Linked DNA regions of Mus musculus: region 2 is linked to region 1. A link is a contact called in public promoter capture Hi-C data. All regions are on one chromosome and are shown on one strand. Each heading gives the region's core, a stretch centred on a gene start, on an enhancer-like site or on the middle of the called end of the contact. The rest is flanking DNA. Distances are from core to core; before and after follow the strand shown. Region 1 holds the start of A730063M14Rik (RIKEN cDNA A730063M14 gene). Region 2 holds the start of Ikzf4 (IKAROS family zinc finger 4).

Region 1 (4,000 bases), core at 1,395-3,894:
TTAATCCCAGCACTTGGGAGGCAGAGGCAGGTGGATTTCTGAGTTTGAGGCCAGCCTAGTTTACACAGTTCCAGGACAGCCAGGGCCATACAGAGAAACCCTGTCTCAAAAAACAAAAAAATGGCAAAGCCAAGTCAGAAGGATCCAGGGGCTGGCTGAGTGTGGTGATGCCAGCAGGAGGCTGAGGCAGGAGGGTCTGGAATTCAAGGTCTTCCTTGGATACAGAGCTAGCTAGAAACAGCCTAGGCTGCAGAGATGCTATCTGGGAGGTCAAAAGTCTCATAGGAAGGCACTGGGGTTGGCTCGAGGGTCCTTTTGATTCCGGAATCTCATTGCTAGCCAAACACCAAGGATCTACGGGAGAGGAAGAGAGAAAGGTTATTTCTGGACCATGGGGTTGAAGGCTTGAGTGTGTACATGAGGAGTCATTACCTCTGTGAAACTAAAGAAGAGCCCAACACCTCCTAGGATCTTGAGGGCTTTGTCTGAATGTTTAAGGAACCTCTCCCCACACATCTGGCATGTAGAGCTCTTAGTTTTGCACACCTGGTAACAGACATATATAGAGAATTCAAAGTTGCTCACCTGCCCTGTCCAAAAAGCTGTAGTGAATGTCCCAGGAATGACTAATCCTTCATCTTACCGCACTACAGGAAGTATCATCTTGTAGGCGCAGGGTTGTAAGGTTGAACAAGCCACAGCAGTCAAAACTTCTCTCCAGTTCATGCCGGGTACTGTTGCTCAAGACCGACCACGAAGCATTGATGACATCTGCCTAGAGAGCACACAGGCATTAACATTCGTTAGAACATTATTAGACATTAGTCTCCTCACATACCCTTCGGTTCAGGAGTCTCCATTTCCCTGCTTTAGCAAGGAAAACCCCACAGAGACCGCAGCGTGATCATTGGTAATGTGAGGTGTCTCAGGGTCTCTCTGCATCTTGGGGAATTAACCATATGTGTCAGGGAGCACACATCTGTGGAAGCAGTGGGTCTGAGCAAGGATGAGATGAAGGGGTCAGATAAAAGTGGAGAAAGCAAGCAAGTACATGAAAGGGCTTACCCTTACCTGTGTGTTTCTGTTAATAGCCAGACATGAGCAAGAGATTCCAAACTGGAAGATGAAGACCAAACCTAGGATGATCATATACTGAGAAGAAGTTAGGGCAAAAAGACCTGTTTTCCATTTAAAATACCTCATTCAGGGAGACAGACAGACAAAGCTGTGTGGTAGCCAGCCTAGTGTGAGCTCCAAGCTAGGACTACATAGCATAGGCCCAGTTTCTGTCTTTAAAATCTCACCACTGTAATTCTAACTGCGATGTGGCAGGCAAGGGGGCAGAGTTCAAGGCCCTTCTCTGTTCACAAACTGCACTTTTTATCAAGTTGGGGGAAAACCGTCAACTTGTGTGGGTTACAGAGTAAGAACAAAGAGACGTGTTTGAGGTCCCCTGGTCCCCTTCCCAGGAAAAGCCCGCTCAGGCCCCAATCACTAAGGCCAGGATACAAAGAAGAGCAGCACTTGATGGTGGTTCGCGGCGCCCACCAGTCCTGCCACCGCGATGAGGAGAAGGAAGACTCCCACAGCAATGACTCCTCCAATGATGTGAATGCTAGACACCACACCGAGGCCCTTGCCCCAGGCAGCCACGCCAATGAGCAAAAAGCCCACAAGCTGCAAGAAATAGAAAGAATACACTTTATTCAGCCTGATGTGGTGGCTCATACCTGCAACCGCAGCACAGCGAAGTTCCAGGTTAGTCTGTGCTAGCTAGCTCGCTATACAGTGAGACCCGGTCATCGCCAAAGATTTCTAGCAATGCAGCACAGCCCAAGGCTATATTACAAGGGGACGTGGACTTGACAAGCTAAGCGCTTGAGGTGTGCAGTCAGTACTGTTCATCTCTAAGCGCACTTCCCAAGCAACTGGGAATGACTGAGAGAGAGTAGGGCAGGGTAAGTAGGTACCTAACACACAAATGGAAGCCTTGGCGTTGTCTAGTAACTCTAGTTTGGGAAGAAACTGGAGCAGAAAGTGAAGACTGGAACTATAGGCCCTCAGTCTCCAATCCACCCCTGCCCACCACCAAACAAGCCCCCTCATCACCGGAAGTCTATCTATCCTCTTCCACGGAAGTACCCAGGAATTCCCTCTTCGCCGGAAGTTTCTGGGAAGCTTCCCAGAACCCCCAGTACACCCCTCTCCACGCCGGAAGTCCCCTAGAAACTCCCCCATTCTTTCCGCCCCGGAGATTTATCCATTTCCAAAACCTCACCATATAAACCACGTTGAGAGCGCACAGCGCATTCCTGGAACAGGCAAATCCGCCGCAAACCATCTCCCCAGATCTGGGGACCCAAATGGTCCCAAGACTTGTGGGGAGGGTATCGAGGACCGTCTTGTAGGACTCCCAACCGCGTCTATCGCTTTAAATCCAAGCCACCCAAACCAATTCTCTGCGCCTGCACCGTCCCACCCCTGCTTCTGGATTGGTGAAACTCGTGGCTAATCCAAGACATCCAGGACTTCAATGCCAATCAATCTGCATTACGTCACCAGCCTGCCTCCCAGTCTTGCCCTTAGTTTCTTCATTGGAGGAAACTTAAAAAAAAAAAAAAAAGAAGAAGAAGAAGAGGAAGGCGAAAGAAAGAAAGAAACCGAGGCCAGGGTTTCTAGACAGTGTCTTAGAGACCAGAAGCTAACTAAAAAAAAAAAAAAAAAATCTTGGATTCCTGAGTACGGAATTTCGAGACTAGGAACCCGAGGAGATACTCAGGAGACTCAGGTGAACAGAAAAAAGGGGTTTCGTAGAGGTGAGAGGAAGGGGCTCTGCACCTCTAAAGGTAACCCTTTTCCGCCGATTTCCCGTGTTTCCCGATGATCTCACGTTGGTGCCATCGTTTCACTGTTATACTCTGGAACAGTCATACTCTGGAACAGCACGAGGAGCCAAATGCACTATGAAGCCCAGCTAGAGAGGATCCAAGTCGGGCGTAGCATTAGCGGGCAAATCCTCACGCATTTGTTAACTGTGTTTGCTAGTACTCACGTTCCGTTCTGCATCCCTTTCCCTGCAGTGTGGACACGCCAGAAATTCAGGTGGAAACAGTGACTTGAGGCCGGCGCATTCCTGTTCGTGACAAAACCACAGGCACAGACGCTGGTGTGCTCTACATCTTTAGAACACAAACGTGCTGGATCAGGCTTGGCACATGACGCAAAGTGGGGGCGAGTCTGGAATATGAATAAATAAGAGCCTCCATACTGTCTCTTTTTAAATTTTTATTTTTATTTTATGTGCATTGGCGGGTTTGCCTGCATGTATGTCTGTGTGAGGATGTCGTATCCCAGGAAATGTAGTGTACCCCAGGAAATGTAGTTGCAAACAGTTGTAAGCTGCCATGTGGTTGCTGGGAATTGAACCCAGGTCCTCTGGAAGAACAGCCAGTGCTCCTAATCACTGAGCCATCATCTCTCCAGCCCGGAGGCTCAATACTTTCACTCCAGTGGGTGGCTGGTCGATAACGTTATTGCATAAGCGTTTGGATACAGTGCCCTTTTAGTGGAGTGACAAACGACACTACCTTTCTCTTCCTCCTGGGCAAAGAAGCAGCTGTGGTAGGAATGAAGCCAGAGAATGCTCCCATCAGCTCCACACAGTGATTCGAGCCCACGTGTGCTCACACCCTGTGACTGCCAACAGTCTATCCGTGCTGCAGTCAAACTGCATGGGTTTGAACTTTCTGGCTCACCATCTGCACCGGCCAGGTACTTAAATCCCCTATATCTTCTTCATCTGTCAAAGAGGGAAAGACGGCCATGCAACACACCTAGCAATACTTCTTTAACAAATTCAAGATGGTCATGTGGACTAAATGAGTTAGGATATATAAGATGCTTGAATCAGTACCCAGTAGCTAGCAACGCTCAGTTATTACTGTTTAGTCCATTTTTAAAGATTTATTTATTATTATAATTAAGTACACTGTAGCTGTCT
Region 2 (3,882 bases), core at 1,225-3,724, 1.6 Mb after region 1:
AAAATGCTTTTTAAAATTTTTTTTTAGATCCAATAACATACTTGAAAACATGAGTGCCTTCAAAAATCCCCCCTCCCCACAGCCTCCTGTACATATAAATGAATGAAATCAAAACACATGTAGATAAACACACAGACACAGATCACACATATAGATACACATAAAGAGAACATACCTACTGGGATAAACATCACAGCCGTCTATATTATCTGCTAACATGAACATGCATGGGTATATGCGCAAAGGCCTAAACATGGAAGAGAGAGAGAGAAAGAGAGAGAGAGACCCTAAAATTCATCCCTAAAGTTCGCCTAGGTTAGTATTTTACCCACTTTCCCAGCTATGCACATACTTACTTTCACAAAATAAAGATTCCATTATAAAATGGTTGGAGTCCTGGGCCTGAGGCAAGAAATCCGGAGCACACCCTCCTGAGAGCTCCCTCTCCAGCTTTGGTCAGTGGGAAGAAAACAACCACTCAGGACTTGGGGACCATTTCCCATCGCAACCTCTCCTAAAGTCCCGTTCCCCACTCTATCCCTCGGAAGCCCGAGGAACCCTGTTCTCCGGCTATAGAAAAAGCCTTATGGCTTGAATCTGATTTTCCCCTGCTGAGGCTCCTTAGGCGAGCAACGGTTTTCTTAAGAAGTTGCCTTAAGACAGCACCAGACACAAACCATGATGTGAGCGGCTCAGGACCATTAAGACTTGTAGATTCAGGTCCGGTTTTAACACGTGCCCTTTCAACTGAGTTTACTGAGGCTAGATAGGTCAAAAAAGGTTAAGTAAACTCAAAATCCTCCTGCCTCAGCCTTTGGAGTACTGGGATTGCGTGCATGTACCACACCCAGTTTCTTGTTCTTTTCAAAGGTTAGTGCTGACCTACTACAAAGCACCCAGTATTAGTAAGAAGGGACCTGCTGATTCTAAAATGAGTGAATTTCTTGGAAATCCATATCTGGCCCAGTCTCCTGGAGCTGAGGCTGTCTCTACGACTAGGAGCTAGCTTTCTGGGAGACAATATTCTTAAAGGGAAGCTCAGGGACACTGAGGGAAAAGCATTCTTTGTGGCTCTCCCAATGAAGGGCTGGAAACAGGAGAGAAAGGCAGGTGCCTCAAGGCGCACCAGTAACTCCAGAGGCTCTTTGATGCTGCTGTCATCCCTAGGATAAAGGCAAGAGGGAAAACACACTCAAGTCTACTTTCATGGCACTAAAATCTAAGAAGGAATCTCTGTCAAAGGCCAGAGGGTCTTTGTGAGGCTCCAGAGACTTAGACTTCTAGCCTGAGGCTGACGGGGACAAAGTCAGATTTGGGAAACTCATTCGTTTCCCCTCTCAGCCTCGGAAACCCCAGTGAGGGAATTTCAAATGCCTGGGACTTCCAAGAAATCTCAGACTGTCAAAGCCAAGAATTAAGGCTGCTCTCAGGTATCAGAGACATTTTCTTGGTCAAAGCCATCGTAGATTGGCTGAACCTTCTGGGAGCAAAGCTAAATCGTGAGGTCCACAGCAAAGCAACTAGGAGGTGGAGAAAGGGCAGAAAGGCGGGGAAGGGATGGGGAGCAGTCCCACTAAGCTGAGCGGTCTCACACACCGAAAGAGACCGGCCCTCTCCTGGATCCCTTGAGTGGTTGCCTCTGGGGAATAGCCTGGAGCTCTGCAAGCCGCTGCACTTCTCTGAAAGGGATATCTTTCTCCAGCTTTCTCTTCTTGACCATGGGCTCCAGGTGGCAGGATGCTAGCCTGCTATCAGGGACCAGTCAGTGCACGAGCAAAGAAAGACTGCCACCCCCGGCTCTTCTCTATTGTGGGCAGGAGGCTGAGGCCCCTCACATGTCGGTTCCAGGCTGAAGCATCTGCCGTCAAAGCTCTTCTTCCCATCTCAGGTCTTTCTACTCTCCATTCCCACCCAGGCCTGTTTCGGTATTCCACCCCTGGCTGCTCTACCTCTGTCCCCAAGGCCTAATCAAGATGTCACCACAAGCTCCCACTGTCCAAGTCACGGTCTTCGCTTAGCAACACCAAGCACCCTTTCCCATCCTCCCCAAGTGTAAGGAGGAACGCCCCCTCCCCCCCCCCGCTATACACACAGCCCCCGTCCTCTCCCTCTCCTCAGGCTTGGGAGTTGTTACTGAATTGGTTCCCTAGCCCCATCACCCCCCTACCCCCCCTCCGCTAGCCGCCTTCTGCCTGAACTTACATTATCCTTCCCTTGCCGGTGAGACCCTGGGGTGCGAACGCGGCCGCCGCCTTGGAAACGGCGAGGGAGTGCGGGTGGTGTGTGCATGTCTGCGTCTCGGTGGCAGGCAGGGGTGAGCCCAGCCACTCACCTTCCAGGAAGCGTGGATTCCTGGAAGTGAGGGGAACCGCCGTCATTTCGCAGGCAGTGGCAGCCGCACGGTGAGCAGGGGCCCACGGCTGCAGCCGGCAGAACCGCTCAGCCCAGGGTGTATGTGCTGAGAGCCTCGTGTGTATGTGTGTGTGTGTGTGTGTGTGTGTGTGTGTGTGTGTGTGTGAGAGAGAGAGAGAGAGAGAGAGAGAGGGAGAGAGAGGGAGAGAGAGGGAGAGAGAGGGAGAGAGAGGGAGAGAGAGACAGGAGAGAGAGAGAGAGAGAGAGAGAGAGAGAGAGAGAGAGAGAGAGAGAGAGGGAGGGAGGGAGGCGTGGATGCGCTTGGGGAGGGGGCAGGAGAAAACGTACCAGTGTGTGTGTGTGTGTGTGTGTGTGTGTGTGTGCGCGCGCGCGCGCTAGGCTACAGCATCCCTTTTCCAAGACAGTGGAGAGGTGGGAATGGGGGTGCACAGGGAGTGGGGGTGCAGAGGGAGGGTAGGCAGATGTGTTTGCCCTCCTGCCCAACAGACAAAGAGGAGCTACAAAACAAATGCTTGAGAGGGGGGCAAGTGTATGTGTGTGTGGTGTGTGTGTGTGTGTGTGTGTGTGTGTGAGAGAGAGAGAGAGAGAGAGAGAGAGAGAGAGAGAGAGAGAGGAGAGCCGCAGGCTTGTGGGGAGGAGGAAGGGGGTGTCCCAGGGAAGGCCCAATCCTCTGCCAGCTAGGGAAGCCAAGGCCCCACAGGTCATGGGGCCCGGGACACAGGGGCAGCCTCCAGGATCTAGAAGTGGCAGAAGGCTCCTCCCCTAGCAAACTCAGGCTCCTTTCCATCTGCCTCTCCTTCTGACAATCCCCCTTCCCATCACTGACTAGTGGAGATCTGGGACCCTGAGCTTTTTCTAATCCCTGGTTGGGTCTCCCTGTCTTCCCTCTCTCCCGTGCCTCTGGGGCTCTGGCTTCAGGAGTCCTGGATGAATCCTGTCCTCTATCAGGAGAAGGCTCTTGCTCGCTTTCCTTCCAGAGGAACTGTTCACTGCTGAGCTGACCTACTTTGGAAGACTGCATTTTCTGATTCCAAGAATTTGGGATGGGAGGGGCCATGAAACTTTGGGCTGCCAATCCTTGCACCTCTCTCTCCTCAGGTTCTCTTAAATGTTTCAGGGCACCAGGATAAGCTCTGCTCCATTTGATTTGAGCAACTCAGTTTCTGTTTTCAGTGTCTGTGGTGGGTAGGGTGGAAATCTGTGCTGTAAATTAGTGGACTCTCGTTTCCCCCATTTCTTCCCATGGGAATTATCTGTACTTTTAGAAAGGAAGTTGGGGGGCGTGTGCTTTCAGAATCAGGTTCTATGAGATGGTAACATCCCTTAGTAGAACGAGAGGCCTCCTCTCTTTATCAGGTGGCCAGTGGGGGAGGCGGTGACCTGAGAAAGGGCCAGTAAAAAACCAGACACTGGGGACAACTCTCTGCTTTCGGATCAGCCCAGGAGAGGGATGGAGGTCAAAAATGGGTTCTTACATGCCCTATTATATACCCTCTTGGCCATGTCTGG

The links. Promoter capture Hi-C pulls out the DNA fragments that hold promoters and counts their contacts.
Region 2: a promoter capture Hi-C map of liver shows a contact between it and region 1, with 2.6 times the contacts expected there. The contact joins the promoter of Ikzf4 here to the promoter of A730063M14Rik in region 1. A contact is called at or near these places in 3 of 39 promoter capture datasets (embryonic stem cells and liver), 3 of 115 datasets of contacts at active chromatin or transcription factors (acute myeloid leukemia, pancreatic cancer cells and regulatory T cell precursor) and 3 of 9 other capture datasets (adipose tissue, liver and macrophages).

Annotation. Positions count from the first base shown.
Region 1 is chr10:127,067,837-127,071,836 of GRCm38.p6, forward strand. It overlaps A730063M14Rik (RIKEN cDNA A730063M14 gene), which reads left to right and starts at 2,645. Exons shown (of 2, transcript NR_040660.1): 1 at 2,645-2,788; 2 at 3,081-3,265. Tspan31 (tetraspanin 31) reads right to left here and starts at 2,425. Exons shown (of 6, transcript NM_025982.4): 1 at 2,279-2,425; 2 at 1,510-1,677; 3 at 1,072-1,152; 4 at 644-775; 5 at 433-546; 6 at 1-354. The coding sequence starts at 2,341. The coding sequence ends at 280.
Region 2 is chr10:128,643,519-128,647,400 of GRCm38.p6, forward strand. It overlaps Ikzf4 (IKAROS family zinc finger 4), which reads right to left and starts at 2,475. Exons shown (of 8, transcript NM_011772.3): 1 at 2,203-2,475; 2 at 357-450. The coding sequence starts at 2,289. Gm26876 (predicted gene, 26876) reads left to right here and starts at 2,366. Exons shown (of 2, transcript NR_152728.1): 1 at 2,366-2,402.